Linked DNA regions of Rattus norvegicus: region 1 is linked to region 2. The links are chromatin contacts, called in public Hi-C maps. All regions are on one chromosome and are shown on one strand. Each heading gives the region's core, a stretch centred on a gene start, on an enhancer-like site or on the middle of the called end of the contact. The rest is flanking DNA. Distances are from core to core; before and after follow the strand shown. Region 1 overlaps Rcl1 (RNA terminal phosphate cyclase-like 1). Region 2 overlaps LOC120100015 (a long non-coding RNA gene).

Evidence for each region. Hi-C and Micro-C count contacts between places; a contact is called where the count stands out from the background.
Region 1: a Hi-C map of liver shows a contact between it and region 2, with 3 times the contacts expected there. The contact joins two enhancer-like sites. A contact is called at or near these places in 3 of 12 Hi-C or Micro-C datasets (kidney and liver).

Annotation. Positions count from the first base shown.
Region 1 is chr1:236,281,364-236,284,492 of GRCr8, forward strand. It overlaps Rcl1 (RNA terminal phosphate cyclase-like 1), which reads left to right. Exons shown (of 9, transcript NM_001399456.1): 9 at 510-1,234. The coding sequence ends at 660. Among named protein-coding and RNA genes, the nearest start is that of Mir101-2, 9.0 kb to the left of the region's middle. Within about 2 kb of position 1,353, at least 3 of the 93 cell types and tissues checked have an H3K27ac peak or open chromatin away from gene starts, as enhancers often do. A contact at or near this core is called in liver, where this site is marked.
Region 2 is chr1:236,195,887-236,199,346 of GRCr8, forward strand. It overlaps LOC120100015 (a long non-coding RNA gene), which reads left to right. Exons shown (of 4, transcript XR_005499635.2): 1 at 1-1,451. Among named protein-coding and RNA genes, the nearest start is that of Ak3, 19 kb to the left of the region's middle. Within about 2 kb of position 1,520, at least 49 of the 93 cell types and tissues checked have an H3K27ac peak or open chromatin away from gene starts, as enhancers often do. A contact at or near this core is called in liver, where this site is marked.

The DNA.
Region 1 (3,129 bases), core at 103-2,602, 85 kb after region 2:
AGAATCCTGACTACTTCTCTGTAGTCTGTAGCGGCAGATGAAGAGCCTCACGGGGAAGTGTTCCTGGTTTCCTCTTTGCTTTGACTAACAGTGCCTGAACCTAATGGAGAGATTCAGGAAATATGTTGTAAGTGGAAGGCAGCTGCTGGAGTTCAGGAGAAATAGTCTTTGCTTATCTTTTTTTACCCCACGGTGCTGTGACTATGGAGAAAAATGTTGTATGCACGGTTCAACAGTACCTCCGTAACCGCAAGTGTAGTCAGTATGTGGGACGGGAGGCTGTCTCACACTAACCTCTAGCCTGTTTCCAGGCAAACTTACCTTACTGGGTTGTGTGTTTGTCTCTGCAGGCTGCTCTAGTCCTCTTGGGGAGCTAATTGGCTATAAATATTAAAGCAGTTTTGATAGACGGTTTTAATTTCAGTGTTCTTAGTTTCAGAAATTAAAATTTGGGGTTTTAAGTGGACATAGCTTCTTTTAAAATGAATGTTTTTGTTATTTTCTTTTAGGATAGAATTTTTGCGGCATTTGAAGAGTTTTTTCCAGGTTATGTTTAAAGTTGAAACCAAGCCTTGTGGTGAAGAACTCAAGGGCGGGGACAAAGTGCTAATGACCTGTGTTGGTATTGGCTTCTCTAACCTCAGCAAGACCCTCAAGTGATCCTGTGAGACAGACAGCGGGCTCCGCTGTGTGTGGATGAGACCGAGTGCCAAGGGCCAGCGGGACCACAGCCAGACATGTCCACGCAGGACAGCACAGCCTCCTAACATTAAAGACTTCATTTCTTTTCCATTGAAAGTACAGATGTGCCAATGAAAGCTGTTTCTACCACGTGGCTGCCAGCTGGTTCTCCAGTGACATCCGTCAGAGGCCCAGGCTGTGGGCTTCCGACTCACCTGGAGGAGAGGCCGTCGGGAAGTGGCCATCTGCTGTACAGTGTCCTGGCAGTGCTTCCTTGACTTCGCACTGTGGTTTTGTGTAGGGGTTCATGTGACTGTGGGCACAAGTCCTCTAGTCATGACAGGCTAGGAGATCGCCAACGGCTGGGACATTTGCTTTATCTTGTGAATGAGTTGCCTGCACGTGCTATACTAAATCTGGTAAATTGTGTGTGTTTGGGTCTGGTGGTGGGGATGGGGAGGACATGTCTTCAATGTTTTCTGTACCCCAGGTATGGCATAAAATTTGTTTTTATTCTTCTTATTGCACTGTAGTGTAAATTATTATAAGAAAATTCAGAGTATTTGATGTTTATGATACAAAAGCATTAGACGTTAAAGTTAAAGACGTAACAGCCGGTGTCCGGGTTACCTGCGCTGCTGTTCTTGCTATTCCAGTTTCACGGGTGCCAATAGAGGGGTCAAAGTCCAGAGTCAGAGACAGAGCTCTGTAGCATGGCCGGCCGAAACATTAAACTGATATCTCCATTTGATGCACATACGGTAAAATTTGTGTCACAGGCGAGGGACACCGGTACTGAGGACTCTTCCTTTTTCATAGCAAGTCTGTTCTTTGTCCACTGGAGATACTGTGTCACCACTCAAGACTGCAGGTTACAGACTCCCTTCTAACAGGGGACTAAGGCCACTCCCCTGCCACTCGGTAGATTCTGTGTGGTAGGTGCACACGATAAGGAGCCACTGTTATTTTTCCCATTTGGAAGTCAGAATGGCCTTTGCCTCACTGTCTTCCTCAGAACCTTTTCCTTTTACTGAAAGAGCAGTGCTGTTTGCTGCTGACTGAGAATGCAGAAGCCGGCAGTCTGACCCTGAGGAACACTGGGCATTCCGTGTGAAGCCCGAGCCCAGAGCTTTCCATATTAGTGTTCTGTCTGTACGTAGCAGATGTTTAAAGCAATGCTCATTCACCACCCCAGTCAGTAGGCCTGAAGTGTGGCACATGGTTAGTTAGCATCTCTACCTGGCACCTCACAAGGCTGCACTCCAGGTCTTATCCTCTCAGGCTCCCAGACGCTGGGAAAAAAGAGGGTGAAGGTTTCAGCATGGAGGACTGAGGTCTGGTTTTTTTGTTTGTTTGTTTGTTTGTTTGTTTGTTTGTCTTGTTTTTGTTTTTTTGCTGGCTATTGCCAGCAATTTTGACTGGTGGACTCTGCTAGCCTTCCTTTTCATTTGACTACTTTGTCTTCAAACCAGCAAGGCTGTATCAAATCTTTGACGTCTAAACTGAACCTGACTTCCTCTTGGGGTGCCCGCTAGGGAAAACATTACTGTCTTAGTTAGGGTTTTATTGCTGTGAACAGACACCATGACCAATGCAAGTTTTATAAAGGATAACATTTAATTGGGGCTGGCCGACAGGTTCAGAGGCTCAGTCCATTATCATCAAGGCAGGAGCATGGCAACATTGCAACATCCAGGCAGGCCTGGTGCAGGAGGTGCTGAGTTCTACATCTTCACCTGCAGGAAGCCAGGAACAGACAGACTCGGCGTCCTAGGAGGAGCTAGGAGGAGGGTCTCCAAGCCCACCCCACAGTGACACACTTCCTCCAGCAAGGCCACACCTTCTAATAGTGCCACTCCCTGGGCCAAGCATACGCAGACCATCACAATTACCTTGAAGTAATTTGTGGTCCAGCACTCCCGACGGGCGCTCCTCCTGTCATAAGGGTTAGCCGGTCAAAGCACTATCTGAATTAGTGTTTGATTGGTCATCTTAGAATCCTGCCTGTCATTGTTGAGGCCACTGCTGTTTTAAGTCAGACCTGCTCAAACAGACCTGAGTGGCTACACTGTTTTGAACCTGCTAGATTTTCTCTGGTAGAGGAAAATCTGTCAACAAGCTTTTGGAAATGGTACTGATGCTGTTGGTCAGCGTCAGGGAGCAGGCAGAAGCCTGAGCTGATTGTTACAGGTAGCAGAGGAGACACGTGTGTGTGTGTGTGTGTGTGTGTGTGTGTGTGTGTGTGTGTGTGTGTACACAGAAATGTCTGGTAGGTTCCAGCTCCCTGCCACAGCTGCTTCTGGAGTTGGAACATGTGGGGACAGTGGGGAAGATTATTTTGAAAAGATGAGTTATCTTCTTCCCGTTTGGACATGATGTTAGTCTGAACTTGTGATGCTTCAGCCTCTTGAGTACTACGACCACAGGAACGCAGCCCCACAAACGTAA
Region 2 (3,460 bases), core at 270-2,769:
CCTCTTCTTCCTCCTCCTTCCCCCTCTTCTTCCTCCTCTTCCTCCTCCTCCTTTTCTTTCTCCTCCTCCCCCTCCTCCTCCTCTTCCTCCTCCTCCTTTTCTTTCTCCTCCTCCCCCCTCCTCCTCCTCTTCCTCCTCCACTTCCTCCTCCTCCTCCTCCTCCTCCTCCTCCTCTTCCTCCTGTCGGGTCCCCCATCCCACTCCCCCCCCTACGCCCAGCTATGCCCCTCACGCTGTGCTCTGTCTAATCACCCAAGCCAGATCTCCTTCAGAGGAGCTGAGGCCCCTCACTCTGGCCATGGCTCACTTACCCATCACTGACAGCTACTGTCTGCCTGCTTCTCACCCTCTGCCCTTACTCAACTCAGGACTCTGACGCTTCTTTTCCCAAGATCTGCTGTTGGTTACCTGCTGTGGAATTTTGGTTAAGTCACTCTCTTATGTAAAAAATAAATAAATAAAAAATAAAAAATAAAAAATAAAAAACAAACAAACAAACAAAAAAACTACGATCCTGGTGCTCTGAAGACAGAGTCGTCTGGTTTTCCAGACCCTTTGTTTTCTGACAAGAAAATGCGAGTGTTTATCTGTGCATACTGTGCTCGGCTGCGGCTCCTTGTGCTACCTGGGGATGCATGGAATCCCAGGCTCCATTACCTTTACAGAATTTTCAGCTTTTCTATCTATTTTCTTTTTCCTCGAGCTGTCCCTCATGGCTTTCCTATTTTCCAGAATCACCTAGACGAGTGGTTCTCCCCTTTCTAATGTTGTGACCCTTTAATATAGTTCCTCATGTTGTGGTGACCTCGTTATTTTGTTGCCAGTTCACAACTGTGATTTTGCTACTGTTATGAATCGTAATGTAAATATCTGTATTTTCTGATGGTTTTAGGCAACCCCTGTGAAATATCTCCAAAGGGGCCGCGACCCACAGGTTGAGATTTCTGAGCTAGATATTCTGTTTAAAACACAGGCTCTCAGGACCTATTCTAGTCCAGTTAGTACAATCTTTGTAGAGGAGAACCTAAAAGTCTGAATTTCGTCTCAAGATGGTTCTAACTTATGCCTAGTTTAGGAAGTACCACACTAGACAGGGCAGTGATATTTCTTTCACTGAGGACAGTGGCTGGCACTTCACCAACTCATTTGACTGCATTCAGAATGAATGGCTGAAATGAGCTGCCCCGCCCCCATCCTACTCACGTGGCGGTGCCCTGCCAATGAACATTCAGTTGCTAAGATTCCACCTACCGGCAGGTGGCGCTGAGTCGACGTAAATGCCATCCCGGGAAATGTTTTACTGGAAATTCCAGCCTCCAACGCAGCTCGATTGAATTATATTTTTTCGTACTTACTTTATCTGTGACTCTCACTTGCATGTATAAATTGGTTTCTGGAGGCGTGCTTTGAATGAGAGAAGCCAGGGAAAGCAACCTGACAAGGCCTGGGAGGTAATGAAGGGACTGGATGGGCATTCCTAATTGTCCTAGCTTTCATTCTCTACGAGCAAGCACTGTGTGTTGTGAAATTACTCAAAGTCTGCCGTTTCAGCAAGAGTGCAGCTAGCCTGTAATTTCTGTTAGTCATCTACTGTTTCCTTTATGGGCGTTTAATTGGACTCACCTTTTAAAATCATTTCCCTCACAAAGCTGTCTAAAGGGCTGTCTTGGCTGTCTTTTGAGGTGTGGGAAGTCAGTCCACAGTTAAAGCTGGGGCCCCATAGCCAACGCCTCTTCCCCTTCCCCCAAAGGGCATCAGCGTGCAAGTGACTGATAGGGCTGGTCTGAGCCAACAGCCAACTATCAGGCAAGGCCATGGCCCCAGCTGAACTGTTTTCTTCTGCAAGCAGACCTTCAGGCAGGGGCCCTGAAGGAGGAACCATCCTGAAGTGCTTGCAGTTTTCCCAAGGCTCCGTGCCCAAAGCAGAGAGAATGGTGGCTTGAGGAGGAAACAAGGAGTCTACAGGACAGACCCTGTGAACAAGAGGGTGAAGTTCAAAGGCCTCACACAGTATAGGGGTCGCACATGGCAGAAATAACCATCAAGTTTTGCATGGGCAGGAATAGACCGACAGTGGAGGTTAAAAGAGACTGGTGGAGGGGCTTATACGGGAGAGCCAGAAGTAGCACAGAGTTCATTAGAAAGAAGAGAGGGGAGGAGAGGGAAGAGGAGGGATGGGAGGGACGGGAGGGGAGGGAATAGGAAAGAGAGGAGAGGAGAATCGACCAAAACACACTTTGGCTGGATGCTGGTGGTGCATGCTTTTAATCCCAGCCCTTGGGAAGCAAAGGCAGGTAGATCTCTGTGAGTTCAAGACCAGCCTGGTCTACAGGGTGAGTTCCAGGATAGCCAAGGCTACACAAAAAAGACCTTATCTCAAAAATACATAAATAAATAAACGAACAAATACTGGGATGTCTAATACTTTGCATGCTCATTTTTAAAACAAACAATTTAAAATAACAAAAAAGTGGATACAGTTTCTCCCTTTCTTCCTTGAATTATCTGGAATACAGTTAGACAGGGGCAAAAAAAAAAAAAAAAAAAAAAAAAAAAAAAGGCAGCCAGAAGCCAGTGTGACCCAAACTGATTCGTAGGGAGGTGTCTGGTTTGGAGGTGTGAGGGTCATCAGGTAGTATGAGGGTATCCCCCACAGAGAAGCAGGGAGAGGAGGCTTTCTCTAAGACCAGAAAGAAAGAAAAAAGTTAAGGACTTTTCCAGATTGAAGGAGACTAAAAGAATGACAACCCATGCAGTGTGTGATCCTGAACTGGCGTCTGTGCTGTGAATATATGACAGAAACAGTAAATGGAACCTGAAGAAAGGGAAACTCTATCACATTGGTGTCAGGCTGCGATTTTCTCTGATTTTTGTAGCATTGACACAAAAATACAACTCTTGCCTTAAGGGCAGTCGACATAGTTTGTTCTGAAGTGACCAGGACCTGGGAATTCAGACTCAGGTTATATCAAATCCCTATCCCACACCGAAGGAGCTGCATTCTTTTTGTTTGTTTGTTTGTTTGTTTGTTTGTTTGTTTTTAGCGGAACAAAGAACAGTCATACATAAATCAAGGCCCTGTTCAAAGGTATTGGTGCTCCGTTAAACAGGCAGTTACAGCCAAGCCAGTGGTCTTAGCTGTAGGCCTCAGATGCTATCTGATGAAACTCTGGTAGACCGTGGCCTAAGGGAAAGAAGGCTCATGGGGAGCCTACTTCCTCACAGCCCTTTGCACTATGGAGATCCAGAGATATCCTCTTCCTTACAAGGTACAACAATGGAGTCCTTGGTTTTAGTTCCCAGGTTCCTCTTCTACCTTCCTTATCCCAGTAACTGGCAAATTTCTCAAATGGTTTACAAGAAGAGTGGGCGTGGTCAGAGAGTGGGCGTGTCTTTTGATTAGCCCCTCCCATTTGTCATTCAGCCCACCTGCCAGCCCAATCATGGCTGCCTCCCAGCT